2 separate regions of the Sus scrofa genome follow, and region 2 is linked to region 1. The links are chromatin contacts, called in public promoter capture Hi-C maps. All regions are on one chromosome and are shown on one strand. Each heading gives the region's core, a stretch centred on a gene start, on an enhancer-like site or on the middle of the called end of the contact. The rest is flanking DNA. Distances are from core to core; before and after follow the strand shown.

Region 1 (4,129 bases), core at 1,221-3,720:
TGCATATAACCATTATGTTACACTACACTGTAGTCTATTAAGTGTGCAATAGCATTATGTCTAAAAAAAGTATGTATCTTAATTTAAAAAATACTTTATTGCTAAAATACACTAACCATCATCTGAGCCTTCAGCCAGTTATAATCTTTTTGTAATAGTAACAAACATCACTGATCACAGATCACCATTAACAAATATAATAATTAAAAAAGTATGAAATACTTCAAGAATTACCAAAATGTGACAGAGATGCAAAGTGAGTAAATGTTGCTGGAAAAATGGCTGGAAAAAAATGACTTGCTCAATGGGTTGCCCTAAAACTTAAATCTGTAAAAAAACATACTGTCTGAAGTGCAATAAAGCAAAGTACAATAATGTAAGTATGCCTATACTATTTACCTCTGATTCTGTCTTACACATAATATTTAACATTCTACAAAAAAATTATCAGACACACAAAAAGCAAGAAGAAAAACCACTGTCAAGAGACAACAGATCGAGAGAATGATAAAGAAATGACCAAGATGTTTAAATGATCAGACAGAAAACTTTATGTTAAAAAGTTTAGTGGAAGAGTTCCTGTCACGGCTCAGCGGTAATGAACCTGACTAGTATCTATGAGGATGCAGGTTCGATCCCTGGCCCCATTCAGTGGGTTAAGGATCTGGTATTGTTGTGATATGCGGTGTAGGTTGCATACATGGCTCAGATCCCGAGTTGCTGTGGCTACAGCTCCAATCTGGCCCTTAGTCTGGGAACTTCCATATGCCATGGGTGGGGCCCTAAAAAGACCAAAAAAAAAAAAAAGTCTAGTGGAAAAGGTGGACAACATACATGGTAAGATGGAGAATTTCATTACATTAAGCAGTGGAAACTGTAAGAAAAAGTCAAAGGAAGATGCTAGAAATAAGATAAAGAACGCCTTCAATGGTCTCATCAGTAGAACTCTGAGCACAGCTGAGGAAAGAATCAATAAACCTGTAGACGAGTCAAGAGAAATGAGCCAAACACTAAAAGAAAAAAAATGGAGGGGCATGGGGAGGTGGAATGAGGAGGGGGAAGGGGAGAAGAAACAGAACCGAGCACCCAATGGTTATGGGGCGCTATCAATCCAACAAATGAGTAATAAGTTATTCAAGAATTTATATGAAGCTGTACTTTCTGAATCCAGAAAAAAAAATAAATAAAAAATAAAAAGGAAACAAAAGATGATGAAAGTACCATCTGCTACCATTTGCTCAAGTCCTTTGCCCTCAGGAATGCTGTGTTCTGTTAACCATTTCCCTGACTCTCTGCAGGTCAGTCCTCCTGACCTTGACCCTCTGAACTCACTCCGTAATTTCTGTAATTGCAGCCACCTGGCTTCAGACATTTAGGTGCCATCTCCAAGCCTCTACTGTTTCGAGGTCCTATCACATGCCCCCACCCCGACTCCTACCAGTGAAGCAGGTCTGCAACGGCATTTCCTAATGGCAGCCCCAGACCTCGGAGGACAAGGAAACTTACTAAGTTTCTCAGTGATTCTAGGGCCTCTCCCACCAGCAATTTCTCAGTGCTTTGGTAAATAATGAATCCTCTAGGTCCTCTCATGGCACAAAATTACCCGATATGATCTACAATCCAATATGTCTGCTTATTCAAAACCCTTTTCAATTCTCTGCAATGGCATTTGGGGCATTGTGACATTTGTAATGGGGACCACTGTTTTGACTTTACTGCTGGAACTGTCCAAATACAACTCAATTTGTATGATCAAAAGGAATCAATGACGATGGAGTTCCCATCGCAGCTCAGTGGTTAATGAGCCTGACTAGGATCCATCAGAATGTGGGTTCGATCCCCGGCCTTGCTCAGTGGATCCGGTTAAGGATCTGGCATTGCCATAAACTGTGGTGTAGGTCGCAGACATGGCTCGGATCTGGCATTGCTGTGGCTGTGGTGTAGCCCAGTAGCTACAGCTCCAACTGGGTCCCTTGCCTGGGAACTTCCACATGCCACAGGTAAGGCCCTAAAAAGCCAATTTAAAAAAAAAAAAAAAAAAAAAAGCAATCAATTATGGTCAGAAGCCAAAGACAGCTGCCCCAATAAAAGTCATGATACCTTGTCCAGTTTCTGGTCCTGAGACAATTTTGGGCTTAACACTATGAATTGAAGGAAAGGCCAGATCCTGGGAGGGAACAATCTCAACACCAAAGCAAACATACAGTCACGAATCTCTCACACCATCCCCAAAGGGACCAAAGGCCATTTACTCTGGTAACTCTATACTGAGGGAAGGGGAAAAACCCACATATTTCACAAATTATTAAGTATAAGATGCCAAGAGACTCAAAGTGTTATCTAGCCCCTCTGTTAGAAAGCAGGCATACAGAGGGATAGGATAATAAATGAAACCTGGGCTAAGCTCAGAGTTTGCACTGGGTCCACAAACACACCCAGAGGACATTTCCCCAGTTCCTCAATGTGTACTTAGAATACACATGTTCAGTTGCTGGCCAGAGCTCACATTGTCTCTTTGGTCCATAGTATAAAAGACCCAAATGGAGGCTCTAAATCTGCCCTCCCCCATACCCTGGCCAGGATAAATAAAAACCAGTATCTGGGAGTTCCCTGGTGGCCTAGTGGTTAAGGATTCAGCACTGTCACTTCTGTGGCCCCGGGTTTGATCCCTGGCCTGGGAACTTCTGCACACCATGCACCTGGTCAAAACAAAAAGAACGATACCCCACACAGGGAGGAATGACAGAAATCAGTGCCACCTTTAAAAACCTGAGAATGGAGAGCTGATGGTCTCTACAATATTTCCATTTAATTTACCACCCTGACAAAAACCAGAAGGAATTTGGAGGATGACAGTCGATCCCCACTAACTCAACCAAACATCCCAATTCTAGCCACTCTGCCAAATATGATATCTTCGCTCGAGCAAGTTAATACTCCCTAGGCACATAGTATACAGTAACTGACCTGGCCGATGCATTCTTTTCTATCCTTATTCGGAAGAAAAAACGCAAGACAGTCTCCATTCACACGGACAACAGTACACATTTACACTCACAGTTCTGCCTCAGAGCCATTTGGGCATTTTGCAGAATGTCACCCTGGGCCACATCATCAATGATGTCATGTTAAGAGAACCAGATGAACAAGAAGAGGCTAGAATGCTGAAAGCCTTAGTATGATACAGGGTGGGAAGCCTTACAATTCAGGGGATTTGTCACATCAGTAAATCCTCAGGGGTTTGGGAGTCTGGGTAATGTCAGGACACTATCCCTGAAGTAAAGAACTTGTACTTCCTGAAGCAGAAGGAAGCCCCACACCTGGCTGGCTTCTACTGGGGGCAGCAGATTCCACACCTAGGAACAGTGCTCAGATGGATACGCCAGATGAGAAAGGATGTCTGAACACCTGGCTCCTGTGTCAAAGGACCAGCAGGCAAGAAGAGTCACCGGCTTAGCAGAGGTAATTAAACTTGAGCATCAGAATAGAGGAGGACCATACCCAATAGGAGCATGGAGAACTATGGTGTGCAAATGATACACTTAAGCGTCTCCCAGTGTTCTCTTGTTCAATTTTGACAGTAAGTGGCCAAGTATAACAACCCCAGACTGAGAAGGGCTTGATAACTAGGGACTGAGACCTCTGGGGTAGAGGGCCTGAGTCATACCACCAGGTAAGCTCCAAAGACCAAAGACTAGATGTGCTAGCCAAGGGGAGGGGGGACTTAGCACAGATGGTAGATGAGCAAGATGATTCAGGAGAGCATCCCATGTGAGAGCATAGACTTGCCTCCAGCTGCTGCCCATCATCCTTCCACAGGTGTGCCCTCTCTGCACTCGGATAAGCCTGTTGCACACTAACCTCCACCTCAATCTGCTTCCTCAGTGATGTGTATGCCTATATTTCAGGGATATCATGTTCCATTAAATGAAACAGTATATGTCAAATTATTTGGACAGTGCCTGACTCATAAGCCGGCATTGATATATGCGCATGAGAAACTGTATCCTAGGGAACAAGACAGATAAACTCATTTAAACCCCAGCATGACATGTATTCTCAAGGTGCCAGGTGAGAGATAAAGAACATAGGAAACACAGATTTTTCTTCTTTTTTCTTCTTCTTCTTC
Region 2 (4,055 bases), core at 649-3,148, 53 kb after region 1:
ATAAAGTTGGGATATATTATGCTTTGTTTAGAAGATTAAGTTGGGCTGTGCATTGTTTTCTGTTACATTTTAACATGGTAGTTTTCAAATCTGGGTTGAAAGTCTGAGGGGCCACCAGGAGGAAGGGCTGCTAAGTAGTTGGGACTTTAGCCCAACTATTTCAGCCAGAACAACCTAATCTGTTTTACATAAGCTTTCACTGAAGGAAGAATTCTATGGCTTTTTTTTTTTTTTTAAAGGGTGAAAACCACTACTTTATGCAACAGAAGCTGTAAGACGTGAGAAAAAAGCTGTTTAACAACAGATGGACATCAAGGTAGCATTAGGATAACTGCAGAAAGCTTCGGGCAACGTGGAGATGTACAGTAGCCAAACCTCTCAGCACTTCTAAGCTAATTGCTTACCAAGAAGAGAAATCCTGTGGTGGACTGGCTGTTCGTGTACCATGGTGCCTTACTTGGTTGGAAGGAGGGGCTTAAAATGCTTTCTGCTCAAGATAAAAATACCCTGTCCAACCAAAAAATTGAAGGGAGGGAATGTTATAGACATGACAATGGGCTAAAGTCCTCCAGGCCCTCTCTTGGGACCCAAATGAGTGCACATGTGCAGACTTAGGGAGATAATCATGAAGGGATTATGCAAGCCATGTGACAAGAGGAAGTTGACAGCTGTGATGTCAGAAGCAATGAAATGCATGAAGTTACTTAAATGGGCCAGTTTCTCTATCAATATTTTTTTCTCCATCTCAAACAATCTCCTTCCTTCTTCAATTAGCTAACCTCTACCCGTTCTTCTGTAACTCCGTTCAAACATTCTTGGGAACACAAAGCCTGATAAAATTTTAAACAGATGGCCCTTCTCTGTGCTTCTAACAGGACGCAATTCCAGTCGATTTAAATATTGATTTACTTTTGTTCCCCTGTCTTTCTTAAAGGCAATGCATGACATCGAAATCTGCATTTCCAAAGTTTAGCACAATGAGAACCCATTAAATAGCTGTTGAATTAATAAATCCACAAGGCTTATATGAAGATCCCTTCAAAGTAACTTGGGTGGAATTCTTTACAGGTACCGTCCACTTAGAGGAGTATTTTAACAGGTAAATAAAACATGCCCATGATTAAGGAAGTCAGGAGAGAGGAAAGCTGTAATATTTTGAGTCTGTGTGTGTGAAGAAAGTGAGGCAAGAGGGGACAAAATGCCTCTCGAGTAAGACATTAAGTGACTTGATTTAGGAGTCTCAAATAAGGTGACCAATGTTAAGTTCCAACCAATGTACTGGAATTATATGTGTTGGGGGCAGGGTTGAAACGACACAAACTTATTCAAATTTTCTGGATAGTGAAACAATGACCTTTATGTTGACAGGAGTAACTAGTGTTTTGAACAAAAGTTGCTCCCAGACGAAATGTCTAAGAACCCCAAAGAAAATAATCACAACACAACAGCGAGTGGGTAAGCTTTCCTGCCCGCTTTCAGAACTGCCTTCTGTCCCTCTCCTGCTCTACTGCTTTTTGGTAAATCAAAGTGACCCTTGACCAAATCAGACAAAATATCTTAAAACACGTAAAAACAAAACCCAAACCCCCTGCCTTGAAATGCAATGATGAGTCTCGGGCTGTGGACTGCGGAGAACCTGAGTCCCCAGTGTCTCCGCGGGAGTTCCGATGGCGCCGAGGCCGGCAGGGGCGAGAAGCCCCCAGCCCCGGCGAGTTTCAGGAGCAGAGCCGAGAAGGCCTCCTGCCGCTACTCGGGCAGAACAGCTTCGCCACGGCCGGGCCGAAGAGACAAGGACAAGCGGGCGCGAAGCCAGAGTGGGAAGCCCGGGCGCGGGGAGCCCCTCGCCCAACCTGACCAACAACCCGGAAGCAGATGCGGGTCCCACTGCGTGTCGGGGTTGCGGTTCCGGGTCGGGCCGCGCAGCAACCCGCGCTCCGCTTGCAGCCGCAGCGCCCCGCCCCCGCGCTCCGGACCTGGGCAGGTGGTGACCGCCAGGCCGTTCCCGGGGCCACATGGCTGAGGGGGACGCAGGGAGCGACCAGAGGCAGGTGAGGCCCCGGCGGGCGCCGACCTCCAGGCTCATCTCGGCCTTGCCTCGCAGTCCCGAGCCTCCTTCGCCAAGGGGCCCCTGCCCGGGGCCGCCCCGGGTCTCGCCCGCACCGCCAGGGCTGGCGGCCGCGCGGTTCGTTCTGCCGCGTCCCATTTCTGGCGCTTGCTGTCAGCCGATCGCGCTCTGGCCGGCTGCTGCCAGGCGTCGGCAGGCTTGGCCTGCCTGGGATGGTGTTATCGTCAACCATCAGCACGCGACTGAGCAGCTCTGGGCCCAGGAAGCAGAAACCCGAGTTTCTGCTCCCCGCCCTGTCCTCGCCGGGTCACCTTGGGCAGGCCACCTAACCCCGTTTCTGATTTTGCAAAACGGGCAATAATAACACAAACCCTGAGGTCTCCTGAGGACCCCCTGAATCTACTTGTGGCTTTGAGCTTTCCCCAGCGCATGGCTGAAGTGAGAGCTCTTAAAGCTTTTACTACGGGGCTATGAGGATAAAATGAGATGATATGGAGTTGAGTGTATACTTTGCTTCCCATTTTTACGTTTAGATACGTTTATTTTAATTAATTATTTTTATTGATTTATTTAGGGCGGCACTCGCGCACCTGGGGCATATGGAGATTTCCCCGGCTATGGGTCCAAAGGGAACTGTAGATGCTGGCCTACACCACAGCCACAACAAGGCCAGATTGGAGCGGAGTCTGCTTCCACACCACAGCTCAGGACAAGGCCAGCACCTTAACCGACTGAAGGAGGCCAGGGATTGAACCTGCGTCCTGATGGATGCTAGTCAGATTCATTACCCCTGAGCTGTGCTGGGAACTCTTTTTTTTTTTTAAACCCGAAACCAAAAGAGTAATTTCTGAAATGTTTGGGGGGATTTGATTACCAAAAAACCAAAACAACACCCAGCCAAGTGCCCAAATTCAAAACAAAAACAAAGAAGTAGTTCCAGGAGTATAGAACTAATGTAATATGCAGAAATACTACTGGGGAATGGGGAGGTGGCGGTTTCTTCTTAAAAAGAGAAGGTGGAGCAGAGAGGATAGTGTTTATCTTTTCACTTGTGAATCTCATTACCGGGTATGGGAGTGCATGTATATTTTGGCTCAGTAGTGGTCAGAAGCACAGTGATACAGTGCAAGGCTGGTACCCAGAGAGTAGAAGGTGGCTACCAGGTGCTAAGAATGTTTGACATCTTTCAGTCAGGGATCCTTCATCCAAACTAGTGATATTAAATGCAAATGCCTTAAAAAGCAGTAAGAAAAACAGATAAGGTATGTGTGCATTCTTTGACTTTTTCCCCATTGACCTCTTACAGAATGAGGAAATTGAAGCAATGGCAGCTATATATGGCGAAGAATGGTGTGTCATTGATGACTGTGCCAAAATATTTTGTATTAGAATTAGCGACGATATAGATGACCCCAAGTGGACACTTTGCTTGCAGGTATATTCCTCTACAACCATTTTCCAGTTACAGTATTGACTCTACTGTTGTATTCCTCTAATGATTATTCTTGTGTGACTTAATTCTGGATTGTGTTTTTTTGTTGTGGCTTTTGTTGATGACTGGTGATCCAAACATATGGGTAATTAAATCTCAGATCATTCTTAAGTAATACTTTATTGATAGCCTCAATCTTTCCTATCACAATTCTTTTATATATTTAAGCATTCTTAATGTACCATTGTCAGACTTGAGTTTCTCTTCCTTTCATTATGCTGTTCATTTAATAAGAAACCGAGGAAGATGGCTAACATTTAAGAGGAAGAATAGGTTAGTTATTTAGAAGGTTCATAGAGTAGATATGAATTGTTTTTTTGTTAATTGGTATTCCTTTGTGGTGAGGGTAAATAAGTGAAAAAAATCAGCTGTGGCTTTGTTTTAATCCTTATTATTTGATGACAGCCTATTGGAAGTAAAAGATTCCAAATTGAGTTTTTGTCAATATTTGTTTTTATTGATACTGATTTGAAAAGAAACGTGTGTGGTTCTCTATTA

What was found. Promoter capture Hi-C pulls out the DNA fragments that hold promoters and counts their contacts.
Region 2: a contact with region 1 is called in a promoter capture Hi-C map of liver, with 2.1 times the contacts expected there. The contact joins the promoter of IMPACT here to the enhancer-like site in region 1. A contact is called at or near these places in 1 of 5 promoter capture datasets (liver), 24 of 47 Hi-C or Micro-C datasets (adipose tissue, alveolar macrophages, blood and 14 more) and 2 of 2 datasets of contacts at active chromatin or transcription factors (alveolar macrophages and skeletal muscle).

What each region holds. Positions count from the first base shown.
Region 1 is chr6:109,180,106-109,184,234 of Sscrofa11.1, forward strand. The region is part of intron 4 of OSBPL1A (oxysterol-binding protein-related protein 1); the gene reads right to left. Among named protein-coding and RNA genes, the nearest start is that of IMPACT, 53 kb to the right of the region's middle. Within about 2 kb of position 2,471, at least 3 of the 83 cell types and tissues checked have an H3K27ac peak or open chromatin away from gene starts, as enhancers often do. A contact at or near this core is called in fetal liver and liver, where this site is marked.
Region 2 is chr6:109,233,692-109,237,746 of Sscrofa11.1, forward strand. It overlaps IMPACT (protein IMPACT), which reads left to right and starts at 1,899. Exons shown (of 11, transcript XM_005665327.3): 1 at 1,899-2,048; 2 at 3,372-3,500. The coding sequence starts at 2,013. All of the region lies in intron 1 of OSBPL1A (oxysterol-binding protein-related protein 1), which reads right to left.